Regions from separate parts of the Mus musculus genome. Here regions 1, 2, 3 and 4 are each linked to region 5. A link is a contact called in public Hi-C, HiChIP or PLAC-seq and promoter capture Hi-C data. All regions are on one chromosome and are shown on one strand. The core of a region is the stretch at or near the end of the contact, and the rest is flanking DNA. Distances in the headings are between cores, read along the strand shown. Region 1 holds the start of B230112J18Rik (RIKEN cDNA B230112J18 gene). Region 2 has its middle 6.4 kb from the start of Gm42011. Region 3 overlaps Gm42011 (a long non-coding RNA gene). Region 4 holds the start of Ccdc60 (coiled-coil domain containing 60). Region 5 holds the start of Srrm4 (serine/arginine repetitive matrix 4).

Region 1 (2,700 bases), core at 89-2,588, 280 kb before region 5:
TGCCCAACATACTTAATCGGACAGAGGCATACCGTTTCCTCTTCTCAGATGGTCCTAGCCTGTGTCAAACTGACAAAATAACAATTCCCCTTTTAACTGGATTCCCTCTTTGAAGGGTTCTAGGTTATCTTTTAGGTAAGGTCACACTCTGAGTTACAATGACCATACAGATTCTAAGAGATGGTTTTCGGGTAGCCTCTGGAAGGCTGTGGTGTGCCCTACAAACCTTACTCCAGAGGAACACTGTCTTGGTTACTTTTCTGCTGCTGTGACAAGCACGCGTCAAAAGTGACTCAAGGATGAGTTTATTTTCATTCACAGTTTGAGGGTTTCGTGGACCATGGCAGGGAGGGCCTGGTCACAGTTTGAGGGTTTCACGCAATACACCAAGGAGGGTGTAGTCACAGTTTAAGGGTTTCATGGACCACACCAGGGAGGGCGTGGTCGGTTTAAGGAGTTCAAGGACCATGGCAGGGAGGGCGTGGTCACAATTTTAGGGGCTTATGGACCTCAGCAGGGGAGGCCTCCAGCTCATAATCCTCCTGCCTCAGCCTTCTAAGTACTAGGATTAAGTTTTGTATTGTCCTGCGCGGCTGGAAGGCACAATTTTCTCTTTCAGCGTCTCTCTTCTCCAGGTACAGAACCCTGTTTTTCCTTTTAAGATATTTACCCCATGGCAGCCTCAGTCCCCATGGTACAGGTAGGACTCGCTTCATCTCTCACTCGCTCCCGCCACCGCACATGATTTCACATATGACTTCTGTCCAGTTAATGGGTACATTTCATCCATTCTTCACAGTGATTGGTCTAGGTGTTGACACGTGACCAATGCTGAGCCAATGAGACTGTAGGAACTTGTAAGTTGGAAGCTTGGTGCTCTGAGGACTACTGTTGCAAAACAAAACAAAATAAAAACCAGGTGAGAGGCACCAGGGGAAACTGATGCTTGCTAGGATAATTATTCTCCTCTGTGTGGAGCAGATCTTGAAGTTCACATCAACAGCAGCCCTTCCACTTACAATATACTTCTTTTTGGTGTAATGTCATTGTGAAGGGTGGGTGTTTTGCATCCTAACGTGTTCTAATTAATCAATGCGACCCCCACTCCCAAACCCCTGCCTCAGTAGCTCCCCAGTAGTTCCAGGAAGCCCCCAGTAGGAAAACTTCACTAGGAGTGGAGAATTTCTTTCAGGTTTCCTTCCTGGTTTCCAAAAGAGTCCGATTTGAAGCCTCAGTGGAGAGGTTTATAATTGGTCTGTGTGAGCAAGGGGGCCGGCTGGTGAATGTGTGCCAACAAATAACTCAAGCAGGCAAAACGCCTGGGGACTCAATAATGATGTGGAAAGGCCTAAGATTTCTGTAAAAGCAGGGGTCAGTGAATTAAAATTCTCCCAGGAGCGAAGGGCCTCTGAATGCTTATTTCTGATAATCTTATTTATGTCCCGGGGTAAGTAAATCTATCTTTTGTTTGGTATTGTTCAATTCGCAGCGCTGTTTGTAATTAAAGGGGCGGGGAGTGGGGAGATGAATGAGTTCCTTAATTGGTTCTGTTCTGTGTGACTCCAAGTCAGAAGAAAAGGGCCCGGGGAGGGTAGCCTGCTCTGCCATGGGCAGCCGAGGATCAAGTGGCGAAAGGAAGGAAATACGTCGTCATTAGTGTGATCAATGGGCACAAGTGGGGCCTCCCAGGCTGAGTGAGGTCTTCCTGGAACACGGTATTAAAAAAAAGAAAAAAAAAAAAAAAAAAAAAAAAAAGAAGGCAAAAACCAGAGTAAATGTCTGGTTTCAGAATCACCCCGTCAAGGAGGAAAGATCACTCACTCACAGTGTTCCTCCAACCGTGGTTTCGGGAGTTGGGGAGATGATCAAGCAAAGCAAAAAGGTAAGGCTGCAGCTGGCTATATAACCCTCACTTTTGAGGACAGATTATAGAAAGAGGTCCGTGTATACAAATGAAAACAACAGAAGCTAGCTCACACAAAGAACTTCCTCTAGGACTGGATTGCACTGAGGGCAATCACACAGGAGTGCTTTTTTTTTTTTTAACATTATTTATTTTTGTTTATATGAATACAGTGTAGCTATCTTCAGACACACCAGAAGAGGGCATCAAATCCCATGACAGATGGTTGTGAGCCACCATGTGGTTGCTGGGAATTGAACTCAGGACTTTTGGAAGAGCAGTTCATGCTCTTAACCTCTGAGCCATCTCTCTGGTCCCACAGGAGGGTTTTTAAAAAAGATTTATTTATTTATTTATTTATTTATTTATTTATTTATTTATTTATGGGTTGTGAGTGCAGAATGCTAATGGAAGCTAGAAGAGGGCGTCAGGTCCCTCTGAACTGCAGTACAGGCTATATGTAACCTGCTTGCCATGGGTGCTGGGAACTGAATTCGGGTCTTTCGGAAGGTCAGGAAGGGCTCTTCATTGGCCTTTCCATGGCCTCTGCATCAGCTCCTGCCTCCAGGTTCCTGCCCTGTTAGAGTTCCTGTCCTGACTTCTTCAGGGAACACTGCTGTGGAAGTGTAAGCCAAATAAACCCTTTCCTCCCCAACTTGCTTTTTGGTCACGGTGTTTTACTGCAGCAATAGAAACCCTGACTGAGACACCCCTTCGCCCCATTCCCACCAGGTCACTGGTTATGAATGCCTTTTAGCCCCAGGTCTGATGCAGTCAGTGTCCAAGAAACAGTGGTT
Region 2 (2,700 bases), core at 201-2,700, 480 kb after region 5:
TTTTAAAATGGGGTTAAAGACGCTTAACGGTCTTCCAGAGGATTAGAGTTCTGTTCCTAGTACCCAATCGGGAGGCTCACAACCGCTTGCAACTCCAGCTCCAGAAGATCTATCGCCCTCTTCTGGCCTCTGCCGGTACTGCAGTCAAATGGCCACTGTGTGGTACGGGACCATATTTATAAGTTGAATCTCAGTCTCTCCCAGAAACATCCTGAGGGAGGGGAGCGGAGGGGGATGGGGCTCACTGGGCAGCCAGTCCAGCAGAAACAGCAAGAGACCCTATCTCAAAATGCGATGGAAAGTCATGGAGAGGTCGCCCGATGTTAACCTCCATCCAACCTTCACATGTTCACCCATGGATGCACACACACATACATAGCACTCACAAACCCATGAAAATTAAAAGGGGCCAGTAAGGAAGAGGAGGGGGATCATCAGGCACGGGAAGAGAAAAAAAAGATAGTAATACGCTATAAATACGTGACAGATGAACTATTACCAGGAACCCCGCTATTATTTACAGTTAATTTGTGCTAATTAAAACTTTTTTTTTTAAGAAAAATGCACCCGATCCATTCATCTGCAAACGGGTATGAAAGTTAATCTCATGCCAGGCTCAGTGTCTCAGATCGGTCCTAAGACACAGCTGCCACCACAGAGGATGCTGGATCTCAGCTGCTAACCCCATGCGCAGCTGCTAACCCCATGCGTGCGACCTTGAATGAGTTCAGTGACCTCCGGGCTTCAGCTTGTCATCTGCAAAAGCAAATAGCTAGGTTGCTTGACTGGCAGTGGCTCTCCCATGCTGTAATTAATTTGATGACTTCCCTCCTGTGAACTGGTGTGTGTGTGTGTGTGTGTGTGTGTGTGTGTGTGTGTGTGTGTGTGTGTGTGGCTTACCCCTCACTTGGGGAAAACCTAACAAAAATGAAAGAGGCATGAAATCAAACACTCAGAGATGCTGATAGCCAGACACCCAGGAGAGGTGACTACACGGAGGAGAAAGCTTTGGGAGGGGGAAGTGAGGCTAGATCCCTCGCTGAGGAAATGTGCCTCCGCTTCCAGTCTCCACAACAGCCACTCAGCCACGTCTGTAAGTCTGGTACAAATCATCACTGATGATCTTTGCAGATTGCCAGCTAAAATTAGTAGCGGATGTGCAGCTGACTTCGGAGTGACTACAGGGCTGGGGGGGGGGGGGGTGGCGGGGGAGGGGTTGCCCGTCGCTGATTTCTCGGGACCGCGGGTTTGCAAGGAACACTTGTCAGGTGCTTAAAATGTTTAGTGACCCTTAAAAGACAATATTGCAGCTCAGCCCAAGTGAGTATGTCTTCTCTGACAATCCCTTCTTCTTTTCCCAAAGTGATGAATGCAGTCGGAGGTAAGACAGTGACAGCCCTTAGGGGCGTTGGGCAGGTTGCCTACTGCACTGTGATAGGTGTTGCCACGCACGCTGGGTCTCTGTAGAAAGCCTAGGTGGGTGGCGCCCCCTAGAGTTCATCACTGCTCAGCGCGCCCAGCACTGAAGTCCATTCTTCTGAGACCAAAACCTAAAGTTAAAAGGTCTCCAATGACACAAACCGTACAGCCAACAGAGGATTCTTTCAGGAAACGGTGGAAACAGCCGGTGCTGTGTATCCCAGAGGGTCACCTGGTTTCCAGTTGTCTTGCTTAGTTTTTTTCATCAACTTGACACAAGCTAAAGTTATCCTCAATTGAGAAAACGCCTCCATCAGATTGGCATGTAGGCGAGCCTGAGGGTGAGCATTTTCTTAATTAATGATTGATGGGGGAGGGGTCAGACCGTTATGGGCGGTGCTACCCCTGGCCAGGTGGTCCGAGGGGTGTATAAGAAAGCCGGCTGAGCAAGCCCTGTGCCTCTGTTTCAGCTCCTCATCTTGGCTTCCCACAGTGGGCTGTGACCCTGGGTGTGTAAGCCAAATGAACCGTCTCCTCTCCAGGTTGCTTCTGGTCATGGTGTTTTACCATAGCACCAGAAAGCCTAACAAAGACGCAAGTTTGTGTGATTCATCATCTGTAGGTGTCCTCAAACTGCATGGTGAGCCAAAATTACCTAGAAGGGCTGGTTTCCAAGACTGACTCTCAACCAATTCTCAATGGGAATTGGTCAGTGAACACACACACACACACACACACACACACACACCTATTACAAGATGGAGACAGGAAATTAAAATACATCAGCTGCTTTGAGAAAATGAAAGTAATAGACCTTTTTTACATTGATAATTTTTACATTGACTACGCATGAGGAGGATAATAGTTCAGGTGTTTGGGTTACAGAAAATGCGCTAAGTTAATCTCATCTAGAAAGCATAAAGAAAACATGGACCATGTCCATTATCCAATTTGATTTGGCTGTAAAGAAGAATGCACCTGCACCGTTTACAGGAAACTGGATGGAACTGGATGGAACTGGACGTCATCGTGTTAGGGAAGATAAATATCACGTTTCCTTTCACATGCAGAATCTAAATTGAATGCCTGCTCAGGTGTGCCTGCATGTGGTGTGTGCACATGTGTGCATGTGTGTGCATGTCTGTTTGTGTGTATCTGTGTAGGGGTGTGTGTGCATGTGTGTGCATGCTTGTGTTTGCACATTTGTGCACGTGTGTGTGTGTGTGTGACAGGAGAACAAAGAAGGGATTGTTTGTGGGAGGAATGAGACTAGCAGATTGG
Region 3 (2,739 bases), core at 191-2,690, 500 kb after region 5:
GGTCACACTGACACAGGGCTCCCTAGCCACCCTTACTGACTCCCCTCCTGACCACAAACATCCTACAGTGTGCTGTTCAGGGCGAGCCTGGATTGGGGCGCATGCGCTGTAAGGCAGATTTGGCTTACACTTTTAAGGGAAACCTGCCCATTGAGCACCTTCTATTAGGTGAGCGCCTGGTGAAAAGCATGGCGCTTTTCACTTTTCACATTCGAATTCACAGCAGTTTTCTGTTGCTGCGATGAAACACATAAGCCAAAAGCAGCTTGAGGGGAAAGGGCTTCAGTTGGCTTACACAGTGTGATCACACACGGTCTGTCACTGAGGGAAGTCAAGGCAGGAACTGCAGTAAAGGCCATGGGAGATCGAGGCCTACTGGACACGGGTTTGCTCAGTCTTTCTTTTACCACCCAGGCCCACCTGCCCAGGGATGGCAACACCCACAGGGAGCTGGGCCCTCGTCGATCATTAATCCAGAAAACACCCCACAGACGGACGTGCCCAGAGACCAGCCTGACAGAGACATCTTCTCAGGTGATGTTTCTCTTCCCCAGATGACCCCGGCTTGTGTCGAGGTGACGTGAAACCCTAAGCAGCACCGTGAGGATGGGTGTGCACAGAGAAGAAAGGCTTACAGAAGCCAAACCTGTCAGTCAAAGGAGGAAAACACGAGCAGAACACAGGTGATAGATATGCCATCGCATACAGGGGCTTGCTAACCAGTGGCCGCTTCTGCCTGTGGCGTCCTGCTACATTGCTGAGTCCTGGGGACCCACAACACTGCTTTAAGCAGGCTTTGTCACCTACCCACTTTAACCCCTTGTCTACCTGGAGCGTTGGGAGAGGTTGCAGATAGATCAGGTCACTGCCGCCCTAGTGAGAAACAGATGACCCTTCCTGAGTCTCCTCTGAGAAACCAAGGAGTAAACCTTCCGGCTTGTAGTTATGCCCTTCTCTAGGAGTAAGGTGGCATTTGTTATTTTATAGGTTGGTATCTTTCGGAGGATCCCGCAACTCGAAGACAGAAAGGGGTTGAGATCTGACACCTGTGCCGTCTTTTTTCTTGCCCAGCGAGCTTCTTAAATAAACACATTTACATGGTCTTAGTAACCAGTTACTAGAAGGGGGGGGGGGAACCCTCTCTTCTGGACAGCATCCTAAAGCAGTTGCATTCCCGATGGCAATGATGTGTTCAGAGTGAGCGGTCCCTCGAGGCGTTTTCATTCCATCCAGCCCATGCTCAAAGAGCAGAAAGGTGCTTATCACCCTCGGCAATCCTGGAGCCTGGCTGGAGTCTAACACGGAGAGCAGGGGCTTCCCCGCTTCTGCCCCAAGACCGGCAGCCTATGCAGGGCACTGGGTGGAACTGAACAGAGTCTGAAGCAAGGCAGTAAGAACGGCTAAGTCCTTCCATTCTCCTGCAAGTGTCGCCACAGGAGGGCGGGCAAAGCAATCGGAGGCGATGACATCAGGGAGTATCAGGATGCCTGGCTCTCTGCACGGTTTTAGAAACCAGCTTCGTGATTCCTGGCCACCTCTTTCCTCCATGGAGATGATAAGGGCGGCAGAAAGAGGGTGGACCTGGCAACATTCCCCTCCAATGGCTCTCGTGTTGCCTGTTGCATAGAGTGTGACCTGAGAAGAATGGTGACTTCGCCATTCCTGCCTTCTCAGACTGTCTTCCTGAGGGGTGCTTCACGTGATCGATCAGGGAGCCTAGCCAGCAGGACTGTGACCTGAGCAAATGAGTGTCCCCCACTTGCTGCATTTGCTCTCAATATTGGTGTATCAGAGGTGAAAGCAGATTCAGAGCTCAGCTTGCCGGCTGGAGAGATGGCTCAGAGGGGAAAGTGCTTCCTGCAAAGCCAGAGCGTGAGGAGCCGACTCCCAGCACCTATGCAAAAAGCTGAGCGTAATCCCAGCACCGAGGGGACTGGGACAGGGGGTGGAGGGGGGGGGGAACAGGATCCCTGGAACCCGCTGGACAGCCAGTTTAGCCAAATCAGTGGGCTTCCAGGGTTTCGCTAGAGACTGGCAAAAATAAGGTAGGGGAGCCCACTGAGGAACACACCCAATGCTAGCCTCTGGCCTCCACACACGTGCATGTGTGCCCACATGGTTATCCATATGCAAGTATGCTCGTGTGCAATTGCATGTATGTGCGTGTGTGTGTGTGGGCATGCACACACACACACACACACACACACACACACCAACTAGCACTGGAAAGGGGGCCACTCCAGTCTCCATCTTCCAAACACCCAAGGGAAGAATACAATGAAGTATACAATCAACAGAAAAAACAATACTGGCTCCCCAAACACTGGAGCAATAAAGAACAAAATTCAGAGTAATTATTGGCTAAAACCTCACAGAGAGAGAAAGATCTCAGCTTGTCTCTGAAGACTGAAGAAGCCGAGATGCTCGTAAATTTTACTGGGAGCTTACACTGTGCACGAGAATACAGTAAAACCACATAGCTGGACTTACAGTAACAGAGCGAGGTCCACAGCTTCCTGCTTCTCTAGGAGGCTATTTAGATCCTTGGGTTTTGCTGCTGTTGAATCCCAGTTTAATTCCAGAAAGTTCACCTCCCCGACTTAAAAAAAAAAAAAAAGGCACACAAAACTTACCACCGCAAGAACAGAACTGCCTGCCTCAATCCTAGAACTCTCCATGTAAATAAATGGCTCTTTCAAAGTAACATTGATAGGATTTGCCACTGGGGGAGAGGGGGAA
Region 4 (2,700 bases), core at 96-2,595, 300 kb before region 5:
GCAGGCAAGACTCCTAAACACAGTATAAACAAAACAAAATTGTAAACGAAAAAGAGCCTGGGGACATATTGGGCCATGTATAAACTGGAGGGCTTTAAATCCTCCCTCCACAAGCTGTAGGTGGAGCAGCTGCCATCCCCACCCTCCCTCCCTTGGCTAACTGTGGTGGAGTTAGACTTTGAAGACATCAAAGTTAAATGTACTTAAAACATCATCTACCCAGTTATAACATTTGCATCTAGAAACCCCCGGACCCAAGTCGTACCAAGGACGCAATCACATACACGTAGACGGACCATCTCTATACTCGAGTCTCTTACTATTATTTTGGCCCATCCCGGTCTTATCACGGAGAAAGAAAGGCTGGGGTGGGGGGGTGGGGGGGTGTGTGGAGAAACTTGCCTGACAGCGACAGCCAGCCCAACCTGGACCCCGTCCCCACCCCTCAGAACGTGACACCCTTGCAACCAACCTCTCCACAGAGTGATAGGAAAGGCTTGTCTCTCCACCCCAGTGGATCTCTGGAACTAAGTTCTGTGATACCAGTCTACAATTCATCTTCATTTTTCCCCTACTTTCTACAGTGTCTCGCATCAATTTAGTCCATCAGTTTGGAATTACTGCCTAATGGATAGCTCGCAGCTCTGATCCGTGTTTTCATTCACCGTGAGAAGCCAGCCATCGAGAGCAACAGGGATGTCTGGACAAGTTCATCATACCTAGGCCCTCGTCCAGCCCCGCCCCCCTCCCGTTGGGCGGGCCTGAACCTAATCCATTGCTCTTGTTAACAGAGAGACAGTGACTTACCTGAGTCAGTTGATCTGCGCTGGAAAAGAGCCAAAGGGCCTTCTTGCTGGTGATTTTTTGTAACTTTTTGGTGGCTGGCACTTTGGTCATCTTGAAAAAAAAATACAAAAAACCACCACCACTAACAACAACAAAACAACCTTCAGCCTTTAAGCCCGTGCCTCCAGTGAAAAACTTGTTGCTTTTTCAGATTCTTGACTTCGCAACACTCACTGGTGTGAAACGGTCCAGAAAGTTCTCCCAGGCCCCCAAGTCCCAAGTCCAGAGACTGCGAAGAGATTTCTTGTTGCAAAGCGGAGCATCTGGGTAAGGAAGCCTTTGCTAGGCCCGAGCAGGCAAACCTGAGACTGTTTAACTTGCACAAAGTCGGTTTTATACGTTTTCTCTCTTTTAAGGGAGAAGATATTTTTCTCCTATAAGCAAAATAAAATGTAAACTGAAAAAAGTAAAAATAAAACTCTATAGACAAAAGCCCCACCCTCGGCCAGCGAGACGAGGGAGTAAGGCGGGCCCCACCATGGGGCTCGGCCTTGGGGCTTAAAACTGCCAAGTAGGGCACGCTCGGTTACCTGGCAACCGGACGCCAAGGCGCGCAGACGCTTCCTCCTCGGCCAGGATTGGTGGAGACCTGGACCGGAATTCTTCTGGGTTGCTGGAAAGGGGCTCTGAGCTGGTGGCTGGCCAGGGAGCCACATTGTCCAAACTCTTTCGGGGTCGGGGTTGAGGAGGTATTTAAATTTCTCTGCTCAGTCCCGAGGACTCCAGTCTTCTCTCTACTCGCCTATAAGGTTTCTTCCCTTCAAAGTCGGTTTCACCTGTTGCTGATTGCCACGAGGCTTTCCTCAGGCTTTATATTAAACCCCTCGCAAGTGTGTGCCTTCAGCTCTGCAATTATCAGCTCCAGGTGCCTATTCTTCCCATCTGAAAAAACTCCTACAGAACCTTCAAAGCCCACATTACAGATACAGCTTCATGCACACGCCCATTTATATGTATTTACGAGTATTAGTATACGTGCGTCGGTATGACATTTATCGAGAGCCTACAATATACAGCGTGCTGTTTGTGTATTTCACAGCACAACATCTCTGAACTGCCTGACATCCCAGCCCCAGACAGACTGATTGTAAACCCCAAGGTTTTACCCACTGAAGTAAGAAACCTAACTTTGTGAGTTTGGGGCTACCAGGTCTTTAAAATGGGGGCTGCAGGATTACCAATGGTTGCTAAGAATTAAAGAAATAACACATGTCGGTAGCCCAGGTGGAGAGGTGCCTGCCGGCAGGTACTGACTCTGGCAAGAATCGGGCGTTCTCCCAGCTCTGGGCTCACAGAGGAGCAGATGTTAACGCTGACTAATATTTATTGATCACTTGCTCTGTGCCAGCCTGCAGCAATTTAACCCATATATTTTGATTCATTTGCCTTCCCCTTGGGTGTATTTTATTCCGTCTCAATCCATTTGTGTTTCTTCCCCAAACCTTGAGCAGTGAGGGTTACGGTCCCACCCAGGCTCCATCTTTCTTAGTGACCCCTCCCACCGCAGGATGGCTTTCGCTCTCTCAGCACTGAAACGGCCCCCCTCCGACTGTTATTTTGTTTCCATTGTCTGCAGACTGACTCTGACCCTCCTCTCCACAGGAAGTCTGGGTCTGCCTGCTTTCCTCCATGGGTAGCATTCGTCAACTACCGGGAGTGGTTTTCTGAAGGCTGCAGATAAACAAAGCCCTGTTTAGAGGATTGGGCCGGGCCTGAGAAAGCTGGGCAGGGTAGGAACTGCTCAGGCTGGGAGAGCAGGAGAACAGGTTCTAGGGCATTGTGGGTCTGGGGTTGGACGGAGCCAGCTAGCTCTGCATGATCTGGAGGAACAGGAGGACGGTTTGTGCTCAGCTT
Region 5 (2,700 bases), core at 127-2,626:
AGATGAGTTTTTATACAGCCTTGATTTTCTCTGACAGAGGGCACAGCCCTCTCAAAGACTTCTGAATCTAACGATCTAGGAAAATATTGGGTATTTCTCTGCTGTGGAAGGCTCTGTGCCCCCTCAACCCCCTCTTGTCTTCTTTTTCTCCTGCCTTTGTATTTCTTCCCATCCTCTCCCCTCCTGTCTTTTTTTTTAACTACTGCTCCAGCACCCCAACTCATTCCAAAGTTCAAAGCCACCAGATCCTTAAAAAATAAAATAAAGTAAAACTTTCAGTATTATCTTCATGCTGACTTTGAGCTTTAGAGTTTTGGTTTTGGGTGCTGAAAAAGAAAGAATTCAACACGAGCAGCAGCTTAGGCTAAGACACGGAGGAGGGTGCTGCTTGGAGCGAGCGTATCTGAGGGAATAGCATATGGGCTTTTGTTGAAATGTTCAGAGACCCGCTAGTTTCTGGGCCAAGGGTTAGAATGCTTGTATTGAACACTGGCTGAGCTGAGTTCATGTCTTGTACAGCATCCCCTGACACCTCAAATCCACCACTGCTTTGCTCCCCTGACCTATGCACTTGGCGATAGCTCGAAAAGTTTTCAGTCAAGTACGTACCCCGAGCCACACCGCCCACCCTAAGAAAGCAAGGGGGTTTGCATAGGAGGTGCGGAGTCTGTAGGAGTGTTGTTCCCCGTCAAAAAATTCCTGTCCCTTTTCAACAGCCTCTCCCTTACACAAGCGATAATTTCTCATGTTCCGGCGTGAGATACCGGGTACGACGGGCTTAGTCCAGACACCCTGTTCCAGTTGCCTGCGTCCACCCGTCAAGATTCTGGGGCACAGGCAAGAAAAGGGGGGGGGACCTCCCAGTGTCCCTAACTCATGAACGAGGTCATTACCTTGGCATCGGCTTGCGGGCTGTGATACTGGCGACGATGATGCTCTCGGGACGCGGAGTGGCCACTGCTTTGAAGGTCCCTTTCCAGAACTTCTCAAACAGCTGTTTCTCGCCCTGCTGCAGGCTAGCCATCCTGAAAGCCCAAGGAGCCCGGGAGCCTGGGGCGCTGTCCGAAGTGCTGAAACGTGGATTACAAACCCGATGACACGCCCTGGGCTCCGGGGCGCTGTCCGCGTGAAACCCCCAAGGGGTGGGGTGGGGAGAGATCGGAGTTCAGGGCGGGGGATGGGATAGAACGGGACGTCTCGGGTTAGGCAGGCAGCGGAGAAAGAAGGTGGTTCCCCGGCTGGGTTCACCTCTTGGCTTGGCTCTGAGCTGCGCTGGGAGCAGGCTGAGCTCCGTGTCTTCGGCGAAGCAAAGCTAGCCGGCTTTCTCTACCGCGCAGAGAACAGAGAGGAGGCGACCGGGGCGTCTGCCGTGCGTGCGCGTGTGAGCTCCGGCGCGCCCGGGTTTTGTCTCTTGCACAATGTGACGTTGGAAGGGGAGGCTGGTCGCGCGAGCTGTACTTTCCTCCCTCCCCTTCTCCGTCTCCTCCTTCCCCAGCAACCCCTCCTTCTCTGGCTCAGCCTCCCGCCGCCATCTGCATAACAAAAGCCCGCAGGTCTGAGGAGGAGAAAGGGAGGGGCGAGCGCTTGTCTCTAAGGCCCCGTGGCCACAGAGTTGCGACTCTGACCCCTCTGAGAAGCGACCCCAACACCTCAAACAGAATCAAAAAGGAGATTCTTTCTCTTAGCCCTCACCCTTCCTCCATCGTCGCAGGCCTTCCCCTCAACCCTTACATGCGCACTCCCGGGCCTGGGCCACCTCCCTATCCTTTTGCAAGACTTGGGGAGCATCTTCCATTGAGGGAGCTACTAAAAAATGCCCCACCTATCCACCCACGCCAACCTGCCTTCACCCACCCCACTTCTGGGATGGACTGCCGAGGTCTGCAAAGTGTGTGTGTGTGGGTGCCCCTATGATTTTCTTTACGCCTGGGGGGCTCTTCCACCCCCCCACCCCGAAAATGCCATTTGACGGACAATCCGTCACCAGCGCGGTTTCTCGCCATCTGTCGAGCCGGCCCCCACCCGCAGAGGGGCGCAGCGTCACATCTGTGCTTGCGGCGCTATAAAGGATATCTCTTTTGTGCCTCGCAGCCGGCCTGCTTCGCGTCCCCGCTGCCAAAGCCCTCCAAAAGAACACCCCTCCCCCACCCCCCTGAGAACCCGCAGCCTGGGTGTGAAACAACAGTCCGATTTGGCAAAGAAAGACTGAGGGGGGAAGGGGGGGGAGGGCTTCCGAGGATTACAAGTAACTTTTTGGTCTTTCCATCTTCTTCCTCCCCCCTACTCTCCCAGTCCCAGCAGAGACTCAGAATCTCAAACTCCAGATGCGCAGGCAGTAGACAACAATGTCTCCCCGTTTTGCCGTAAGGGTCTTCTTAGGGAAGATATCTTAGTGAGATTTCCCCAGCCCATTTCTCCTCTGGAGCCTTTTAATACTTGGGAGTTTCACCTACCGCCAGGGTTTAAAAGTGAAACTCCTACAAGGAGCTTCTGCTAAGTCTTACAAACCTCCAAGCACTGACACCGGGTTCCACCCTGAAGGCAGAAAAAATTCTCTAATTTTTGTTGACCTAGTAGCAGTGGGGAGCGAAGACACCCCCACCCCCACCCCCAACATCAGTGCGAACTTTGTAAGTAAGTCCTTTGTAAGAGAATAGGAGGTACACGGAGGGGGGAGCAGAGTAGGGGAGAGGAGGACAG

What was found. A called contact is a pair of places that touch in the nucleus more often than the background predicts. HiChIP or PLAC-seq counts read pairs in DNA pulled down with a chosen protein or histone mark. Capture Hi-C pulls out chosen DNA fragments and counts their contacts.
Region 1: an H3K4me3 HiChIP or PLAC-seq map of embryonic forebrain shows a contact between it and region 5, with 2.5 times the contacts expected there. The contact joins the promoter of B230112J18Rik here to the promoter of Srrm4 in region 5. A contact is called at or near these places in 2 of 39 promoter capture datasets (embryonic stem cells and hippocampal neurons), 2 of 484 Hi-C or Micro-C datasets (the N1E-115 cell line and cortical neurons), 3 of 115 datasets of contacts at active chromatin or transcription factors (embryonic forebrain, forebrain and neural tube) and 1 of 9 other capture datasets (adipose tissue).
Region 2: a contact with region 5 is called in a Hi-C map of cerebral cortex, with 2.5 times the contacts expected there. The contact joins the enhancer-like site here to the promoter of Srrm4 in region 5. A contact is called at or near these places in 7 of 39 promoter capture datasets (cranial neural crest, embryonic stem cells, hippocampal neurons and 2 more), 7 of 484 Hi-C or Micro-C datasets (the AtT-20 cell line, the N1E-115 cell line, brain and 3 more) and 10 of 115 datasets of contacts at active chromatin or transcription factors (VIP interneurons, astrocytes, embryonic basal ganglia and 7 more).
Region 3: a contact with region 5 is called in an H3K4me3 HiChIP or PLAC-seq map of forebrain, with 5 times the contacts expected there. The contact joins the enhancer-like site here to the promoter of Srrm4 in region 5. A contact is called at or near these places in 1 of 39 promoter capture datasets (embryonic stem cells), 2 of 484 Hi-C or Micro-C datasets (cerebral cortex and cortical neurons), 6 of 115 datasets of contacts at active chromatin or transcription factors (astrocytes, embryonic forebrain, embryonic hindbrain and 3 more) and 1 of 9 other capture datasets (embryonic stem cells).
Region 4: a promoter capture Hi-C map of liver shows a contact between it and region 5. The contact joins the promoter of Ccdc60 here to the promoter of Srrm4 in region 5. A contact is called at or near these places in 12 of 39 promoter capture datasets (the 3T3-L1 cell line, the C10 cell line, embryonic stem cells and 4 more), 4 of 484 Hi-C or Micro-C datasets (the N1E-115 cell line, embryonic stem cells and olfactory sensory neurons), 7 of 115 datasets of contacts at active chromatin or transcription factors (embryonic basal ganglia, embryonic forebrain, embryonic hindbrain and 4 more) and 2 of 9 other capture datasets (adipose tissue and liver).

The regions. Positions count from the first base shown.
Region 1 is chr5:116,311,022-116,313,721 of GRCm38.p6, forward strand. B230112J18Rik (RIKEN cDNA B230112J18 gene) reads left to right here and starts at 1,339. Exons shown (of 3, transcript NR_110475.1): 1 at 1,339-1,447.
Region 2 is chr5:117,068,246-117,070,945 of GRCm38.p6, forward strand. No RefSeq gene overlaps it. Among named protein-coding and RNA genes, the nearest start is that of Gm42011, 6.4 kb to the right of the region's middle. Within about 2 kb of position 1,451, at least 30 of the 459 cell types and tissues checked have an H3K27ac peak or open chromatin away from gene starts, as enhancers often do. A contact at or near this core is called in the AtT-20 cell line, the N1E-115 cell line, cerebellar granule neurons and 1 more, where this site is marked.
Region 3 is chr5:117,086,436-117,089,174 of GRCm38.p6, forward strand. Gm42011 (a long non-coding RNA gene) reads left to right here. Exons shown (of 3, transcript XR_878715.2): 2 at 415-534; 3 at 988-1,093. Among named protein-coding and RNA genes, the nearest start is that of Gm42011, 12 kb to the left of the region's middle. Within about 2 kb of position 1,441, at least 18 of the 459 cell types and tissues checked have an H3K27ac peak or open chromatin away from gene starts, as enhancers often do. A contact at or near this core is called in cerebral cortex and forebrain, where this site is marked.
Region 4 is chr5:116,287,640-116,290,339 of GRCm38.p6, forward strand. Ccdc60 (coiled-coil domain containing 60) reads right to left here and starts at 1,346. Exons shown (of 14, transcript NM_177759.3): 1 at 808-1,346. The coding sequence starts at 897.
Region 5 is chr5:116,590,441-116,593,140 of GRCm38.p6, forward strand. Srrm4 (serine/arginine repetitive matrix 4) reads right to left here and starts at 1,377. Exons shown (of 13, transcript NM_026886.3): 1 at 894-1,377. The coding sequence starts at 1,024.